Linked DNA regions of Pan troglodytes: region 2 is linked to region 1. The links are chromatin contacts, called in public Hi-C maps. All regions are on one chromosome and are shown on one strand. The core of a region is the stretch at or near the end of the contact, and the rest is flanking DNA. Distances in the headings are between cores, read along the strand shown.

Region 1 (5,859 bases), core at 2,480-4,979:
CTGCTTTTCTCTTTAGAACTCCTCTGGAGCATTTTAATTACAGTGGATTTATTGCTCCATTAGTGCTGCTTATCTGGGGAGCCAGGGGATCTTGCCACAGTGGCTAGTAGCTGTGCTTACGCAGTGGCTTGCTGGAAGAGTTTAGCAGCATTTTGCTTTGTTTACCTTATTCTGGGAGACCCCAGCAGTCCCCTGAAATTGATTGCAGTAAACCTGCCCATTTTCCCTTGTATATCTCCCCAGTAGGGGCCAGGATAAGTGTCTCTTGAGACTAACTCAAATATGTGGATGAACTCACAGTGACCTAAGTCTCAGGCCATTGATGTTAGGCTCAAAGGCTCCTAGTGTTGGCCTCCAGGCTGAGGTGGTCATTTCTCCTGGCAGGCATCGGAATCGGGGTAAACTGAGTGATCTGGTGGCAGAGCACCTAGACCACCTGCACTATCTCAATGACATCCTGATCATCAACTGTGAGTTCCTCAACGATGTGCTCACTGACCACCTGCTCAACAGGCTCTTCCTGCCCCTCTACGTGTACTCACTGGAGAACCAGGACAAGGTGGGTCCAGCCCCGTGGCTCCTGCTGGCTGAAGGCCATCAGAAGTGGGGAAGAACAGTCCCCAGTCCCCTGGAATGGGGCTGAGCATTGCAAATCAGGACTGAGGTTTTTTTTTGTTTGTTTATTTTTAAAAGACGGAGTTTTGCTCTTTTACCCAGGCTGGAGTGCAGTGGTGCGATCTTGGCTCACTGCAACCTCCGCCTCCTGAATTCAAGTAATTCTCCTGCCTCAGCCTCCCGAGTAGCTGGGATTACAGGTGCATGCCACCACGCCTGACTAATTTTTGTACTTTTTGGAAGAGACGGCGGCATTTCACCATGTTGGTCAGGCTGGTCTCAAACTCCTGACCTCAGGTGATACACCTGCCTGGGCCTTCCAAAGTGCTGGGATTATGGCCAGAACTGAGGTTTTGAGCCCAAGGGAGATTCCTTTCAAAGCACACTGGCTTTCCTTTCCTTTCCTTTCCTCTTATTTCCTGAGACAGAGACAGAGTGTGTGTGTGAGAAGACTATAAAAGTGAATGGGAAAAGATTACCGACATCAGGAGGAAACAGGAAACATCTACAAATGTAGGGTTTTGGTTTCTGTGCATCCTTCCCTGAAGTGTTCTCCTCCCCAGTAACTTTTCCTGGTAGTTGCCAGAACCCACTGATTTGGAGAAGATACAGACAGCGACAGAACTTGCGCAGCATGGAGGGAAGGGATGGAGCACACTCAGGGAACGGTCCCAGGGTGGTGACTGTCCACTGTTAGCAGGCCCCAGAGGCCTGTGGGGATGACGGCTGGTAACATGCAGGGCCTCAGGACCAGGAATCTGCATGTCTCACCTATCCCTCAGGTGATTCTGATTCTGTGCTGCTGGTTCTCAGGGCCCCCCTGTGAGGAATGCTGCTTCTGGAGGGGAGGCCTCTGTGCAGTTCCTCCGGAGGTAAAAGGGCCTCAGCAGGAGGCAGGACAGAGCCAGCTGGTCACCATGCAGAGGTGCTCCAAGGGGATGGAGTTTTCAGGATTCTCACTACAGATGAGTAAATAAAATAAAGTGTATTTTTAGTAGAAACGGGGTTTCACCATGTTGGCCGGGCTGGTCTCAAACTCCTGATCTCAGGTGATACGCCTGCCTCGGCCTCCCAAAGTGCTGGGATTACAGGCATGAGCCACCGTGCCCGGCCAGGACTGAGGCTTTGAGCCGGAGGGAGATTCCTTTCAAAGCACGCTGCTTTTCCTTTCCTTTCCTCTTATTTCCTGAGAGAGACAGAGACAGAGTGTGTGTGTGAGAAGACTATAAAAGTGAATAAGCGCCTTAGCTTTACCAGAGGCAGCTCTGGGAGGCAGAGACAAAGTATGAGAATTGGAGTTTTCAGACCTGCATTCAAATTCTGCCTCTTCCCTTTCCTAACTCTGTGACCTAAAGCAGTTAACCTGAGCCCGTTTCTTCGGCTGCAAAATGAGGGCCTAACGATTCTTCTCTAACAGGGTGGGTGTGAAATGGAGCATCTTGAAATTCAGTATAAACGAGGGGCTTTTCCAAGGCCAGAGTGCCCTAAACCTCCTCCCCCATGCTTTGAAAATAACTTCCCAAGAACAGGCCTCCTGGAGGCCTCTCCTGCCAGGGCGTCCAGTGCCCCAGCTGGTACAAATGAACGTGCTTGGTAACTTAAGGAGCAAGTTCTCGTGGGTCAGCCTCTCATCCGTGAGTAACGGTGAAAGGTTTCTCAGATGGAAAAATAGTGTCCTTGCAAACAGTATTGAGTGGGATTTTGCGGAGTGGACTTTTGAGTAGCACCAAGAAAGGACAGCCCTAGGGCCGTGGAGGAAGTCAGTGGGACAGGACGCCTTTGTTCACACAGAAGGCTTTTGGCTTTGTGTATTTTGTGCTGCTTGCTTGTGTGACCTGATCTCTCTCTCTCTCTCCTGCCACCCCGCACTAGGGAGGAGAACGGCCGAAAATTAGCCTGCCGGTGTCTCTTTATCTTCTGTCACAGGTATGCTTGATCATTCACCAATGTCCCCACTACATTTGGGGTCCCTTGGCGTGCCACTGCCTTGAAGAAAATCCCCAGGCCTTATCACCCCATCTTCTCTGTCCCCCCCATGCTGGAGTAAAATAACAGCAAAACAGAAGGGGCTTTCTGTTTTCCAGGTACTAAATAGAGGTAGTGTGTATCTTTTTCATGGTAGGAGATGGAAATCCAAAGAGAAATGAAAAATAAACCAAACCTAACTTGTGTAGTTGATTTTTACCATGAAGACTGAGGTTTCCAAAACAACTGAGGAGTGCTTGAAATGCCCTGGAAATGTGGGCTGCATCGCTTTTACTCTTGCAGCTTTGAATGAAGCCCCACACTGCAGAACCCACAGCGTGCATACACACAGCAACCTTGGTGTAACAAACTTCCTGAAATGAGTCTATTGTTAAAGGGCTTTATCGCGGTTCTAGTTCCCAGATTACCGTGTGGAAGGAATCTTGTAGCAACCTTAGCTCTCAGATTTGTGTCTTGAGCCAATTTTTCTCCCTCCCCTCCTTCAACAAGTGTGTTTCCTTCATGTAATTACGTAATATTTACAAGAAGGGAAAAACTCCATGGCGACCCAGTTACATAACTTTAAAAATATTTTTATTACAAGCAGTCCAGACTCTCAGGGCATCTCATTAGACTATTAAGTAGTCCAGCATTTACCCAGAACTCTGTTTCCGCTTTTGCAATGGCACAGGTATTTATTTGCTTTGATGAGGAACTGTCCTTCTGACTTGATCCCCAGCTGTTTTGAATTTGGGGCGGGGCTTTGTCTTTTTGGCCCAAGAGGAGAGGTTCAGAGGCCACCTCCTCCCCGGCAGGTAGGCCAATCCGGACATGTCCTGACCATCACTCACAGCCCAGAGTCCTATTCTGGGGCTGTTTGCTCAGAGCTCTGCATGGGGCCAAGTTTGTCTGAATGCCGCTCTGTACGACGGCGCTGAGCACAAACCCCAGCCTCTCCTGGCAGCTTTTTTCTGCTGCCTCTTTCCAAGTCTGCCGGCATCTCCTGCTTGGGATTCTGAGAGTCCAACAGGACCCAAGCAAGCCAGTTCTCAGCCCCAGGAATCATATGGAAAGCATCCTCAGGACCCTTCAGCTGTTGGAGCATTGCCCGGGCAGGGTCTCCTCCAGAGAGCATGGCCGCCAACTGCCCACAGCGGGAACGTCAGTGGAGAGAGTTAGGCCTTTTCTCTGAGACTCCTCCCTCACCGGTTTGCTTTGTAAAGGACCAGTAGCCCATGCACCCAATTACTTGTTTCAGTATCTCACAGAAAACATAGCTTGTAATTCATTGTTCCTCAAACTTGAGTAATACATCCCTTTTAAAGATAAACAACCTGAAGCCCTGTTTCCCCCTGCATTTTCATTTAGCTTAATGAAAATGTGACCTAAATGTGTGAAAAACCTAAAATCAGGTATAAATCCTGTGTCCTGAAAGCCCCTACCTCAATATAAAATCATTGCATACTTGCAAATTATTTTACAAGCATAGCTAGAAAACCATGAAAATTTTTATGGATGACGTTAATTTGGTGTGACAGGTGATGCTGTCCTCCTAAAACCATACTGCTAACAGAGTGTGGTGTAGGCAGCTGGGCCCAGCTTTTTGAGTCTGGCCTGCACGTGCTTCCACGTACCTTACAGTTACTCACCCTCCCTCTTTTTTGGGTTCAGAGCCAGGGAAATGAGCACTGTGTGTGTCCACAGGCAGGAATTGGTTGCTTTGTTCAGGGGGGCCTTTGTAGGTGCTCACTGAATGCTTGTGGACTGAAAAGAAGGAATAAATGATCAGTTAAGGCCGCATTCATTCAAGGTACGTAACAGATATTTGAGAATGAATGACCACAGTGATTGGTGTTTTGTGTTGTTGGTAGAGTGATGTGTGGCAGTAATTCGGCCATAAGGAAGGTGAGAAAAATCATCATTGCTAACATTTAAGGGCCTGCCAAGCCTTGGACATGGGTTAACTCATTGAATCATACTATGTGTTCTCTGTGATAGAAAAGGTTCCCAGTATTTTTTTAAAAGATGCAATTTTTTATAGGGAGGTGCCACATGGCCATTCTGCCTGTACCTTTTATCTAATTTGAATTCTATGTATTTGTTAGAATAATATATTCCCCTTGTTCAAACAGTACAAAACATGGCATGTGAAAAGTCTCTCTCTCACTCTATACCCTGAGCACCCAACTGCACTCCCCAGAGGCAGCCTGTGTTGATTTTTGCCTTCACTTTTTAAAAAATAATTTTTTTTTAAACAACGTTTTTTAAAGTTAAAAAGTTCAAACATGTAAAAACCGGGTTTCTGTTCTAGTTTTGTTCAGGCTCCTGACTTCTATCCCCAGAGACAATTAGGGTTACAGGGTTCTCGTATGTCCTAACAGAGACTTCTGTCAGGGGTTCTCAACTAGGGGCGATTTTGCCCCTCAGGGGATACCTGGCAATGTCTGGGGAGATGCATTCAGTTGTCATGACTGAGGCTGGGGTGCTACTGACATCTAGTGGGTAGAGGTCAGGGATGCTGCTAACCAGCCTGCAGTGTCTGGGACAGCCTCCCTCCATACTCAGTTACAGCCCAAAGTGTCAGCAGTGCCAAGATTGAGAAACCCTGGCCTATGCATGTGTAAATAAGCAAATACAAACATGCACACGCTTTTATATGCAAATGGTAGATAAGCCACACCCTGTGCTACACCCTCTTGCCTTTACATTTTAAAACAAAATAGCAGGCATGTCTAGGCCAGCTTTGCAAGACAGTTTTGAATACCCTGATTCTTAAAGCTGGTCCTCTGAACATTGGGCAACAGATGTGGGAGCAGGGCCAGCTTAGCCCAGAGCCAGCCCTCTGATTTTGCATCCTGGCCCACCTGGGTTTGCCTCTGTCTCGTGTGATTTTCAGCCCCGTAGTTCACATACCTCCTGACGATGCTGTGGAATCCCCGTGTGCTAAAACCCACCACAGGGTCAGAGCTCCTTCCCGTGATGGAATCTCTGTGTAGCCAACCCTCTGCCAAGTCCTTGATTGGAACAAAACTCTCCGGCCCCTTCTTCTTGTATCACTAAAGTATTGGGACAGTGCCTTCTAGTCTTCTCATAATCAAATTTGACACTAAAATGCCCATGGAAAGGAAGGAGTATGCTGGTTTGGCTGTTCTTTCCCGCATTGCTCCACTTCAGCCGGATTTGGCTTCACCCAGCCATGAGGGACAGTCTCGCATTAATGCACTTCCTTCCGAGGAAGAGCAGCCAGCCAAATAGGCAACAGTCTGAAGGAGAGACTGA
Region 2 (5,790 bases), core at 443-2,942, 270 kb after region 1:
CAAAGATACTGGGTATATGTAAACATGAAGAGGTAGGAGGTGCGAGTTCAGGTCCTGGCTCCAGATACAGTTAAGTTAAGCTGCTACAACAACCAGGGGGACCCAGAGGGAGCACCAGGAGGGGGAGGACCCCCTCAAGAGGTGAGAAGGGGTCTGCGGCCTCGTCTCCAGCCGAGGGCGGGAGGCGCCTCGCCCCTACACCCATCCGCTCCCTCCAACCCAGGCCGGGGAGGGTACCCACATGGTTCCAGGCAAGTAATAACAGAAAATAACACGGCATCCCAGTTAATGCTGCGTGCACGGCGGGCGCTGCCGGTCAAATCTGGAAGGGGAAGGAGCTCAGGTAGTCGCGGAGGACGGGGTTGAGGGGGATGCGAGCCAGGTTCTCGCGGCCCACGGTAGCCACGATGCGCTGGCGGCACAGCTCCTGCAGCGGCCGCACGCGGCGCTGGCGCAGCGGGGCCCCCAGCATGCGGCGCGGCGCCGCCACGTAGTGCTCCAGCAGCTCGAAGAGGCAGTCGAAGCTCTCGCGGCTGCCATCCAGGTGAAAGCGCCCGGCCTGAAAGTGCACGCGGATGCTCGTGGGTCCCGAGGCCATCTTCACGCTAAGGGCGAAGAAGCAGTTCCGCTGGCGGCTGTCGCGCACCAGGAAGGTGCCCACGGGCTCGGCGCGCAGCCGCTCGTGCGCCCCGTGCACGCTCAGGGGCCCCCAGTAGAATCCGCAGGCGTCCAGGAGCGCGCTGGCGCGTGTGATGCGCCGGTAATCGGCGTGCGAACGGAATGTGCGGAAGTGCGTGTCGCCGGGGGCCGGGGCCGGGACCGCGGGGCACGGCCGCGGGCGCGCGGGGGCCGCGGACGAGGAGGAGGAAGAGGAGGAAGGTTCTGGCCGCCGTCGGGGCTCTGCTGCTGTGGAGACTGCATTGTCGGCTGCCACCTGGTTGTGTGCTACCATCCTACAGAAGGGGCCAGCCGGAGGGGTGGGCCATAGCGTCCGGGGGTGCGCTGCGGGAGAGACAAAGCGGTGAGCTGGGGCGCTGCGGGGCCGGGCAGGTGTGCGCCGGCCGGACAACTCCGGAGGGCGGCGCTCCCGGCGGACCCGGCCCTAGGGGGCGAGCACGGAGCACCAAGTCCGCGCGGATCCGTTCAGCCTCAGTGGACACAGCTGGAAAATGGGCTCTGTACTCCGCGGAGCTCTTCCCGGCGGGTGGGGGCTCGGTGGAGGCGGAGTCCGGCCTCCGGGCAGCACCGAGAGGGGGGCGTGGAGAGCAGCCGGCTCTGGCTCCAGCCGTCCGGCCCCGGCTCGCCGCCCCGCGCCCGCCGCCTGCTGGCCAGGCTGGGATCCGCGCCTGGTCTGGGCGATTTGGGCTAGGGCCGGAGAAAGGCTGTGCTGCGGGAGCCCCGCGCGCGGGGGGCGGCCTGGGTGGGGCCGGCGAGGGTCAGGGGCATCGCGGCCGCGACCCCATCCTGCAGCCCCCGAGGCCCGCCCGACTCCTGGCTGCCCTGGACTCCCCTCCCTCCTCCCTCCCGCCTCCTTGCCCAGGGCCCGGCTCACCTGGCGGCGGGGCGCGGGACGCCGCGGGCGGGACGGCGGGGGGCTCCGGGGCGCTCCGGGGCGGCTCTCGCGCATGCTCCGGGGCCAGGAGCCGCGCAGCTGCCACGGCCGCAGCTCGCTCTGCTCGGCGCCCGCCCCTGCGCCAGTCTTTTAAACCGGCTTGGAGGCGGGGCTAGCGACGGCGGGAGGCCCCGCCCCTGCCGGCCCCGCCCCCAGCTCCACTTTTGGTTTCTCTTTCCGCGGTGGCGTCCGGCGAGGACCGCTTCGGCCCTGTTTCCCTCTCTTGTGGACCCTCCCGCGGGGCCCTCTGCCCGCCTGTTCGCACCTGCCCCAGCACCCGCCTCTCGAGGGGCTCTGGCCCCGACCCTGCGCCTTCCGGCCACTTCTCGGACCTCTCCTTCGGACTTGGCGACCCCGATTTTGCCCCGCTACCTCCGGTTCCACTTTCTGCCGCCAGGCCCTCTTGGGACGCGCCCTGACACACCCTCCTCCGCCCCAGCTGTCTCCACACCCGCCGGGGGCAGAGCCCTGTCCTCTCCTCCCCTGCAGCCAGATCCCCCTAGGAGGCCACAGAAGGTGTCCCCAACCCTGAGCCTGACCCCACCCGTAGACCCCCTCCTAGCCCCTGCTCCACCCGCCGTCGACGCCCTCAGTCGCCCGCCCTGCTGTCCCGAAGCCCCGGCCGGCCGCGGTCTCTGATCTTGGCTCGGGCTTCCCAGGAAGCGGCGGCCTGACCACAGGCTTCAGAGGAACCCCTGGCGGCGCGGTCGCCTCCACCCCGGCCCAGTTCCTCGGAAACTGGGCGGGGCCGGGCAAGGTCCCTGGTGGCCTCGACTGCCCTCCCTGCGCTCCCACTACCCGGCTGCGGAAGAAACTGAGGCTGGGGAGGGGCTGGGATTTGCAATGGCTTGCAGATTGGGAGCTCTGGACCTGGATCTCGCCTTCCCCGTCTTCATTTTGGGGAGAGGTGCAGCTGGACGACATCAAATTGGAGCCCAGTGAAAAAATGGTGCATTCTCAGACGTGATGAATCCCCAAACCTGGTTTCCTAGCCCTCCTCTCCCCCGACCCCTTCCTCATAGATTTCCCCCTCCTACTGCTCCGTCAGGCATCTGCCCTTCAAAGACTGCCTTCCCACCACACACACGGCCGGGGCTTGGGATGGTGAGCGGTCGGTGGTCAGGGCTGTAATTTGCACACGTGTTTGTGATTTAGTGATTCCGATTGTCGTGCAAGGCCATGGAGTAGGTGCCTGGCTGCTCCGTGTATTTTTGAATGAAGGCATGTGAGGAGCCCCAGCATCACAAGGGGCCACATAAAAACCTGGCTAGGTTGGGCACTTGGTTACTGGCCTCACACTGGGACACACTGCCCTCTACAGACAGCTCTCAGACGGCTTCTCTCCTGGAAGCCCTGGTGCCCAGTCCCTTCCCGCCTCCCTGGCCCCACGATGCCTCCTTCCCCAGGCAGAGCCTAGGTCCTTATTAACCTCCTGAACACAGGGAGTGGCCCAGAATCAGCCCGGCTTAGCACCCCATCAATGCCCTGAATCTGCATGTGGCCAGGGCTGGTGGTGGTCATTGATGTAGCCTCCTAGGTTGTGCGTGTGTGTGCGTGCGCGTGCGTGAGGGGGTGAGAGAAGATGCAGAACCTTGCCTGCACCAGAGGTCAGGTGTGTGGTCATTCGAGAGATGTCCACTGAACATGTGCTGGAGGCCACACTCTGTGGAGGGTGATGGAATACAAGGAGACCCAGTTCCAAATCTGCACCTTTCTATTCTTGTGACCTTGAGCATGTAATTAACCTCTCTGCCATGGTTTCTTTATCTGTGAAATGGGGATAATAATAGTACCTCTAGCAGGGCGCAGTAGCTCATGCCTATAATCCCAGCACTTGGAAGGCCAAGACAGGAGGATTGCTTGAGCCCAGGGGTTTGAGAACAGCCTGGGCAACAAAGTGAGACCCCCTCTCTACAAAAAAAAAAAAAAAATAGTACAAAAATCAGCCAGGCGTAGTGGTTTGCACCTGCAGTCCCAGCTACTTGGGAGGCTGAAGCAGGAGGATTGCTTGAGTCCAGGAGGTCAAGGCTGCAGTGAGCCACGATTTTGTCAGTGCACTCCAGCCTGGGCAACAGAGTAAGACCCTGTCTCAAAAAGAAAAATAAATAGTACCTCCATCCCGGGGTTGTGTGGGAATTAAATGAGTGATTATGGGTCAGGTGCTTAAAACAGCCCGTAGTGTCTAATAAGCAGTCGGTAGATGTTTGTTGTTCATCTGAGGGTGCCTGTGGGTGTGGCAGTGTGTTGGAGCCCACAGACGCATGGCTTCAACCCCTGTGTCCATTTTTTTAAAGAGATGGAGTGTTGCTCTGTTGCTCAGGCTGGAGTGTAGTGATAGGATCGAGGAGGCACTATAGCCTCGACCTCCTGGGCTCAAGAGATTCTCCCATCTCAGCCTCCTGAGTAGCTGAGACTGCAGGCACATGCCACCACACCCGGCTAATTTTTTAAATTTTTTGTAGAGATGGGATCTCACTACGTTGCCCAGGCTGGTCTCGAACTCCTGTCCTTTAGTGACCCTCCTGCCCTGGCTTCCCAAAGCACTGCCTTATATCTATGTTTGAAGCCCTAGTCCAGGGACCACAGGCCAGGGAAGGCACAGCAAGGGAGCAGGAAAGCTTCTAAAGGTACACTCAGCACACGTGGGTTCTCCTCACTGCCACCAGTGACAGACAGCTTTGGTTTCATTTTCTGAAGTCCTGTGTTCAAAATGAAACCAAATCCAGATGCCGAAAGAGAAAAGGAAATCTGCTGGTTGACAAGCATCCACCTTGTGGGCTGTTCTCCTGGAGGGCTGGGCACCAGGCTCACAGGAAGCCAGGCAGTGCGAAACCCTGAGGGGCTCAGAGTGCTCGGTAGGATGGGACCAGGCTCTGACCCCAGACCTGCTGCATGACCTTGGGCAAGTGACCTGTCCTCTTGGGACCTCATTCGCCCCAACTGCAAAGTGATCTCTGGACATCTCGTACCTCACAGAGCAGCCAGACATGCAGAGCCAAGGGCAAAATGCCAGGCATGGAGTCGGTGCTTGGCACAATGACCTCTTGTCACAGGGCGGATGGACCAGCCCTATATCCACAGCTTACTAAACCACAGCCACAGCCAGATGTGTGGAAACATTCTCCTCCCTATCTTGGCAGATCCTCCTACCCCAAATGTGAGGGGCCCAGCCAGCATCTGGGGGAAGTCAAGATCCTGGTGGCTTATGGCACTTAGCTTTTCAGTTTCTCTTTCCGGCTTTGGTGGCGCCTTGCTGGGAAAAGTAGCTCCTGGCCAGGGTGTGTAATCGTGAAACTGGCCTCTGCCCCGGAATTCCTCAGCCCTGCTTTTCCTCTAACCCATGTGTCAGGGAGGTTCCCATGGGAGTCTGTGCCCCTGGGAACCCCGAGAAGTGGGGCTCACAGTGTGGATTCTGCTGACCGCTGGTCTGAATTTAAATGGGTCATTTCATAAGCATGTGGCCTGGGGCCAGCTTCTTAGCTTTTCTGTGCCTCAGTTTCCATATTTGCAAGATGGGATAGTAACATATCTATTTTCACTTCTTCAGTATTTATTCAGCAGATATTTACTGAGTTCTTACTGTGTGCCAGGCGCAGGGGACTCAGAGGTCTTCAGGCAGACCTAGGGGAGTCAGTGAATTCACACCATAAGTGCAGACAATACTGGGTGCTATGTGGGAAAGAAACAGAGAGAAAGGGGTGACTGGGTGTTTGTAGGGTGAGATAAGGAAGTTAGGGAAAGCCTCTTCGAGGTGGTGACATTAGCACTGACGTCTTTCTAAAAGTGGGATGAAGACCCCAGGTGGCGAGAACAGCCAGTGCAAAGGCCCTGTGGTGGGGGTGCTTGAAGATAGGAAAGGAGAGTTGGTATAGCGAGCCAGGGGGGGGTGTAGGGGTGAGGCATAGGGGTTGGCAGGGTCTGATCCATCAGGCAGGGCCTTGCTGGGCTGTGGCAGGGCTTTGGATTTTGCCCTGAGTGCATGGACCAGCCATCCAGGCCCAAGCGACAGCATAGGACTGAGTGTGGAAAGAACCTTCTAGCTGCTGACCTTCCCAGCTGCTGGGCTTTAGCCACGATGAGCTGTAGGAGTGGCCTTGGGACACTTTCCCATGGTCCTGTGAATTGGAAATTATGTGTTTCCCTTGATCAGATGAGGAGAGCACAACTCAGGGAACTGG

What was found. Hi-C and Micro-C count contacts between places; a contact is called where the count stands out from the background.
Region 2: a contact with region 1 is called in a Hi-C map of stem cell-derived neural progenitor cells, with 7 times the contacts expected there. The contact joins the promoter of SOCS1 here to the enhancer-like site in region 1. A contact is called at or near these places in 5 of 7 Hi-C or Micro-C datasets (blood, induced pluripotent stem cells, a lymphoblastoid cell line and 1 more), 1 of 1 datasets of contacts at active chromatin or transcription factors (stem cell-derived excitatory neurons) and 1 of 1 other capture datasets (stem cell-derived neural stem cells).

Annotation. Positions count from the first base shown.
Region 1 is chr18:13,625,827-13,631,685 of NHGRI_mPanTro3-v2.0_pri, forward strand. It overlaps CLEC16A (C-type lectin domain containing 16A), which reads left to right. Exons shown (of 24, transcript XM_063796660.1): 7 at 385-559; 8 at 2,488-2,541. Among named protein-coding and RNA genes, the nearest start is that of CLEC16A, 35 kb to the left of the region's middle. Within about 2 kb of position 3,730, at least 8 of the 24 cell types and tissues checked have an H3K27ac peak or open chromatin away from gene starts, as enhancers often do. A contact at or near this core is called in induced pluripotent stem cells, stem cell-derived neural progenitor cells and stem cell-derived neural stem cells, where this site is marked.
Region 2 is chr18:13,902,186-13,907,975 of NHGRI_mPanTro3-v2.0_pri, forward strand. SOCS1 (suppressor of cytokine signaling 1) reads right to left here and starts at 1,693. Exons shown (of 2, transcript XM_016929424.3): 1 at 1,553-1,693; 2 at 1-1,002. The coding sequence starts at 952. The coding sequence ends at 317. All of the region lies in intron 1 of LOC129137279 (a long non-coding RNA gene), which reads left to right.